Linked DNA regions of Gossypium hirsutum: region 2 is linked to region 1. The links are chromatin contacts, called in public Hi-C maps. All regions are on one chromosome and are shown on one strand. Each heading gives the region's core, a stretch centred on a gene start, on an enhancer-like site or on the middle of the called end of the contact. The rest is flanking DNA. Distances are from core to core; before and after follow the strand shown.

Region 1 (3,530 bases), core at 465-2,964:
GAAGTATCCTTGCAGAGGAAGGTTCTCTTTCGATTGCTTGGAATAAAGAGTATGTTATGAAGGGGAGGAGCTTTTGGGATGTTGCTTCTAATTTTACAAGTAGCTGGAACTAGAGAAGAATGCTTAAGTTGAAGGAGCTTGCTGCTGGTAGTGTGCAAAGAATTCCTATTAGCAGTAAGATTGCTTCTGCAAGGCTGTGGGAGGATATTAGAGATAAGGGGAGGAAAGTGTGCTGGCATCGATTGTTTTGGTTCTCTTTGCACATTCCTAAGCATTCTATTGTTGCTTGGATGGCAGATTTGAATTGGTTGCCTACCAGGGATCGTTTAAGTTCCTTTGGTCTCAATGTTGATGGGCGTTGCTTTGCTTTGTTCTAGGATTGCTGAAACTAGAAACCATTTTTTTTTTTTAATGTGATTTCTGTAAGAAGGTTTGGGAGATGGTATTGCAGCTTTGTAATATTAACAAAGCTGTTGGAACTTGGGATCAGGAGTTAGCTTGGGCTGCCTCTAAGCTCAAAGGCAAGTCCCTTATTGTTGTTGTGCTTAGATTGCATATATTCATTCAATTCAGTGAGAGAGGAATGAGAGGTATTTTGGGAAGCCTCTTTCTAGTGAAAATTAAACACACTGTTCAGATTAGGTTGATGGGAAAGCAAATTAATAGGGTAGATGCTGTTAATGTTCATATTTGTTCAATACTGTATGTTTGTTATGGTTTTGTTTGAAGTTCGGGGTAATGAAATTAATGACTGGGGTATGAAAATGGGATAGAAATACAATTACCATTTGATACAAATAATTCAATTAAGTTAAAGCCGTTAACATCACCATTTTCTTTCTCTTTTTCTCAGCTACAACAAAGCATCTAAAAATATGCTAAAACCATGAAAAACAACTCACCATAAATCAAGCAAAAGCGAAGAGCAAGAAATTGAACAAAGCTCCAAGCAGCACCACACAAGAATTTCCCATCTTGGGTGCCATAGATCTAAGCCTGATCCCTTTACGATCGACCTTAACACCACTAGCGTTGACCACCACATCTGCTCCAATCCTAATCTGATGCCTCTTCGAATAACCATACAAGGTCTTAAACTTCACCGCCGTCGCCATATCAACCCGGAAAACTCCTGTTCCGTTCTCCGACACCGCTCGTAAAGCCACCGTGGTGTTAGCGGTGCCTTGACCAGGCTTTGTAGCCTTCTTTCTGTAACCCTGGTAAAACCCTGGCATCAAAATGTTACCTATGACATTACTTTTGTTTGGAAAGTCATAAACCGTGACGTTCAAAGGATCATACTTGATCCCTTTGAGCTGGTTGGGGTTGACTAACCTTAGCGTGAGGCTAAAGGTAGGGTCAGCTGTGAGGTTCGAGGCGCTGCTAAGGGAAGGCAAGGATAGAGTTTGAATGGAACATTTGGGGTTTGAAGTATGTATCCATAGCCACATGAAAAGTGCCGACATCCCCAAACTAAAAATGCCGCCACAACATCCACAGCCTCCTTGGTTACGGGAAGCCGACATGTTTTTCCGGCGGCTGGAAATCGGTGAAGTTTTGCAAAAGATGAGATTCAGAAGAAAGGCAAAGATGGAAAATGAAGGGCCAAGAACATGTTGGCTTTGAAAAGCACAGCATATAAAGAATTATTAGCTAACTTCTATTTTAAAATAATAATGTAATAAAGTTGTTTTTATTGTGAATAAGATATAGTGGTGCCATTAATAAAAGACTTCACTTGATATAAAATAATAGCTGAATAATTTCATATGGGCCCAGCTACCAGCTTACCCAAACCCTATACTTGACTAATCCCATTACACCTGAATCAAATATGGATATTTGTGAATTTTTTTTATTTTTTTAATAAACCTTTTTAATTTTAAAAAAATTAAAATTGAATTTTAAATTTTAAAACATTAATATGTAATTTTATCTTTTTAAAACAACAATTTTTCATTTTGCGTAGGCAAAGACCTTGCCTTACCGTAATTTGAGGTGTATTGTATATCACTTTAATTGACACTATCGTTGTAAATGTAAGTCATCAGTAATTTTATAAAATTGTGAGATCGTTTTTGTAAATCTATGTTTTGCATTGTAAGTAAAATATTGCATGAAATTCAAATTTTATAGGATGTTATGTCATTTAAAAACAACAAGTCAAGTAAATTCAGTTTTAGTTTGATTTACATAATTATTGTTGCTATTGTAGAAGAATGTGAGTTTGAGTGCGCTGAAGTGTATTATCCTTTTATTTATGAATTAAAGAGAGATTATGAGTAATTCTAAATATTATGTATAAAAAACAGATATAATAAAAAAATATAAAAAAAATTGTTAAAAAAATCATATATATACACTAAAATAAACATAAGCTTCAAAAAAAGAAATTTTGATTTTAAAAGTAAGTTGTTTAACTCATATTTGTCCCATCAACCTAATCTATCTATAAAAAGAAGAAACATAGAGTACTGTACAAGTGTGGGGTTTTAATCATGACAAGCTAGCAGCTTTCTTTTTTTCCCTTCCATTTGGGCTGAAGCTGGGAGGGATGAAAGAGAGAAAAAAGTATTTATCTATCAATCCCTTATACTTTTCAATCTTTTAAAATTTAGTCTATTGACTTAATTTTAAAATTTTAATCTTTTTACTTACTTTTAGTCCATCTATTTTTTAAATTTAATAAATAAAGTCTAATTGGCAACCTTGTTAATTGATATCTGTTAAATTATATTTAATCTATACATAATTTGGTTGTATTTTCTTAAAAAAAATATTAAACTAGTTATTTTGTAAGTTTATCTAAAGTTTCATTTAATATCTAAAAATAACCCCTTTAAGAAGTTTTTTTTTTTACATTTTCTCTTTAAATCATGTATTTAAAATGGTTGTCCCTGCTAGTATGCAAAATTGGTTTTTTCTAGTAATCTCTTCGAGTGGATGGAAATCAATTTGGGCTCTTCAACTTGGTTGCCTAATGTAGGGGTTCGTTGGTTCGATTTATTCGATTTAATCACTAGGCGCATATGGAAAAATAAGAATCTCTTTATCTTTCAAAATATATCATGGAACTCTGTTGAGACCATGAAGTCTTCGTTAAGTTGGGCCAAACAATACTTTGGAGTGCTTAAGCAATACTCTTTTGGACTGCACAAATTTGATCGCAATCCTGATCCAATAGGCAATTGGATTCATTTATTTACTGATGGTGTCGTTATGTTGAATGCAGGGTGGGCTGCTGCCGGAGGGGTGGCATATAAGCAAGATGGACAATGGATTGCTGGATGCAATCGATATTTGTGATTTTGTTCAATTTTCGATGTTGAATTGTGGGTAATTTTAGATGGTCTGACCTTTGTTCAAAAAGAGAGATGTAAGAAGGTTTTCATTCATACAAACAATTTGGAGGTGGTCAAAGCTCTTCAAGGCATCCACATAATTGAATTACCTTCAGCGTTGGTTAGAAGGATTCATATCATATTACAAGTTGTGGAGCAATGGGAGATCAATCATATTCCCAGAGGGAG
Region 2 (3,530 bases), core at 714-3,213, 37 kb before region 1:
CAAGCCTTCTTGGTGTTGCTATTCACTGCTTATGTCATTGCTGAAGCTGGAAGCATGACCAATGATTTATCGAAAGGAAATAGTGCCATTCGATCAGTTTTCATGATCCTCAATAGGAAAACAGAGATCGATCCTAATCATTCATGGGCTCTAGAGGTTAAAAAAACGATTAAGGGACGAATAGAGCTGAAAAATGTGTTCTTTGCATACCCAACCAGACCTGACCAATTGATATTTAAGGGCCTAAACCTTAGAATTGAAGCAGGGAGGACAGTTGCACTAGTCGGACAAAGTGGTTCCGGAAAATCTACCATTATCGGACTTATTGAGAGGTTTTATGATCCGACGAAAGGATCAGTATTCATAGATGCGCAGGATATAAAGAACTATAATTTAAGAATGCTGAGAACACATATTGCACTTGTGAGTCAAGAGCCAACCCTGTTTGCAGGAACGATCCGCGAAAATATTGCCTACGGGAAGAAGAATGCTAAAGAATCCGAGATACGTAAGGCTGCAAAGCTTGCCAATGCTCATGAATTCATAAGGTATGTAAACTGCATTATAAAAAACTAATCAAGAACCGAAAACTCTCAAATCATAGCTGCAAACTCTCTAGTGTTAATTTTAGAGCTTTATTAGTCAATGAAAACACCATTTTTGTGTTGTAATTTTGCAGTGGGATGAAAGATGGTTACGACACAAATTGTGGAGAAAGAGGGGTTCAACTATCAGGGGGTCAAAAACAGCGGATCGCACTCGCACGAGCCATACTAAAAAACCCTTCAATTCTCCTGCTAGATGAAGCCACCAGTGCACTTGATAGTGTCTCAGAAAAATTGGTTCAAGAAGCACTTGAGAAGATGATGGTGAGCAGAACATGCGTGGTGGTCGCTCATCGGCTATCGACCATTCAAAAAGCTAATACCATCGCCATTATCAAGAACGGGAAAGTTGCGGAACATGGTTCGCATAATGAACTGCTTTCCTTAGGCCGTGGTGGAGCATATTATTCGTTGATAAAACTACAGGGTGGGAGTTCTCCTTATAGGTAAAACCTGAAGTTTGAAGTTGAAGACAATATGATTCGGTTATTCACCAGTTTGTAGATGTGAACAAAGGATTTTTGTTGATTGCCTTGCTTTGATATGTAGACATTTATAACTTCAATGATAAATATAGTTACATTTCAATATTAATATATGTCATAATTCTTTGTATTTTTTTAATAATACATATACAAACAGAAAATCAATGTTTTTCGATGCCCGATCGAATAGCTAGAAAAGCAAAAGATAAAATAACCCATAAATGGACTCTTTTCTTTTAATTGTTTTAGATTTTTTAGTTGATTTATCTGAACTCTCTTGATTTTTTGGTTGATTTTGAGTTTTGTACTATGTTTTTTCTTTGCTATGGTTCAGTCGTCTTCTCTTGATTGGAGGAAATTGTTTGACTCTATTCTTGAGCAAACTTTGGAAATTTTCCCTCCGTTGATTCAGGATGGCTCTAGCATTGTTATGCCTCCGAGTGATGTCTTTGAAGAGGGAGTTCGACGGAGGCAATTTTAGTTGGTGGCTCAATTTTTGGGCGGGCTGCCAAATTTTGGATCGATCCAGAGGGGGTAAACAACGTGATTGTGGAGGTAAAATTGGCTGGAGACAACTTGTTCATTTTTCAATTCACTATTTCAGAAGCTCGAGACTGAGTTTTGGAGTATGGCCCTTGACATATTCAAAATAAACCTATGATTTTGCTCAAATGGAAACCTAATTTGCAGAAATTAGAGTTTAATTTGAATAAAATGTCTGTTTGGATTCAACTTTCTCATGTTTGTTATGGAATGGCTCCAACAGTCATTTTCATATTTTTGTTATTGCTGTTACTTCGTCTCTTTGGAATGCTGCGTTTTAATTCTTATTGCTGTTCTAGTTATACGGTGCGTTTTGACCAATAGATTAGCATTAACTTAAATGATTCGTTTTGCAAGAAACATTGTTTATTGAAACGGTATGGTTTAGGCTATTGTTACTGTTATTTGTTAGTCCTTTATTTAGTTTCCTTAAATACTAGTAACTAAGAGAAAAATAGTTATGAAATTTAAAATCAAAATTCTTCAGTACTCTCTTCTTCTTCTCTCTCGATCTTTTTCCTTTTCTTTTTCTTTTCTGTTCTTTTACTGTTTCCAGATCCGTTACGTGACAAAGGTATCAGAACTTTGTTGATTCTCATTGCCGCGGAGGGTGTGACCAAAAATAATTGGGAATGATGCAAGGTGAGCTTACTCAACTACAAGTCGAATTCACACAGTTAGATGTAAGGATTGACGCACGTTTGAAGGATTTTTAGGAAGGAATTAAATCTGAGGTTCGTTCAAAGGTACGATCTCAACTTCGTTCTGAGCTCTATTCTTTGTTTGAACAATATTTTGGACAAAATCCTCCTGTTACAGTTACTAGATGTCTAGCAAAGGAAAAGGTATCTTAGGCTTTTCTCCTAATTTTCCAGCAAAGGAACATTTAGTAGTGTCTCCTATGCCAGATCTAGGACATTCGGGTGTGTCTTCGCGAGGAGGGAGTTTGGAAACTGTGAATACTTCTTTTCGAGTAGACTGTCCTCACTTTGATGGTGGAAATTTTAGAGGGTGGTGGTCTAAGTTAGAACAATATTTTGAGGCTAAAGGTTTGGGTAGTTATGTTACATCTAGAGGGAAATACATTAGACTGGCATCACTTTTTTATGCACAGACATGGAGGGTTGCACTAGTTGTCTTGGGAGGTATATGCTAGGGGACTAAAGGAACGTTTTGGATTTGATTCTCTCTTTGATCCCATGGCTGAGTTGGTAACTCTTAAGCAACACGGATCTATTGATCAGTTCCATGATGGATTTCTGAGCTTGTTGAATCAATTAAAATTTCCAGAGACCTATGCACTAAGCATATTTATTAGTAATTTGAAACCTGAGATAGGTCAGTACCTTCGGTTATTTAAGCCTCAAACATTGGTGGAGGGTTATAATTTGGCTAGGTAGGTCGAGAATATTGTGTTAGGACCAATAAGGAAAGGGTTAATTGCTGGTTGTGAAGTTAGTTCTTTTAGACCTTTATTCCCTATCTCTAAAATGCATCAAGGAATTGAGAGCTCAGCAATAGTAGGGGGAACGACAAGTAGTAATTCAGGACAAATAACTCCCCCAAAGTCTTTAGCTTAAGCAGTGTTGGAGGATAGAAGGAAGAAGGGCCTCTGTTTCTGGTGTGGCTCAAAGTACTCACCAGGTCATAAATGTTCCAAGTCTCAATTGTATCAGCTTATTAGTGAGCCATTATGGGAACAGGATTCTGACATGAAGAGTCCAACTTCTGAAGAGTCTCAAGATTATTCTGAGCAATTGGATCTAGTAGATCAAGTTCTAGAAATTCCTACTCCTGTGTTATCATTGCATGCTCTCCAAAGATTGCAGGGACATAATACTATGAGATTTTCAGCTATAATTGGTCAAACTAAGGTGGTTGTATTAGTGGAATCAGG

Evidence for each region. Hi-C and Micro-C count contacts between places; a contact is called where the count stands out from the background.
Region 2: a contact with region 1 is called in a Hi-C map of leaf, with 2.8 times the contacts expected there. The contact joins the enhancer-like site here to the promoter of LOC107918464 in region 1. A contact is called at or near these places in 7 of 34 Hi-C or Micro-C datasets (anther, hypocotyl, leaf and 1 more).

Annotation. Positions count from the first base shown.
Region 1 is chrD13:50,931,860-50,935,389 of Gossypium_hirsutum_v2.1, reverse strand. LOC107918464 (protein NDR1) reads right to left here and starts at 1,714. Exons shown (of 1, transcript XM_016848036.2): 1 at 766-1,714. The coding sequence starts at 1,526. The coding sequence ends at 909.
Region 2 is chrD13:50,968,739-50,972,268 of Gossypium_hirsutum_v2.1, reverse strand. LOC107919487 (putative multidrug resistance protein) reads left to right here. Exons shown (of 7, transcript XM_016848941.2): 6 at 1-548; 7 at 680-1,148. The coding sequence ends at 1,055. Among protein-coding and RNA genes, the nearest start is that of LOC107919487, 5.2 kb to the left of the region's middle. Within about 2 kb of position 1,963, at least 9 of the 9 cell types and tissues checked have an H3K27ac peak or open chromatin away from gene starts, as enhancers often do. A contact at or near this core is called in hypocotyl and leaf, where this site is marked.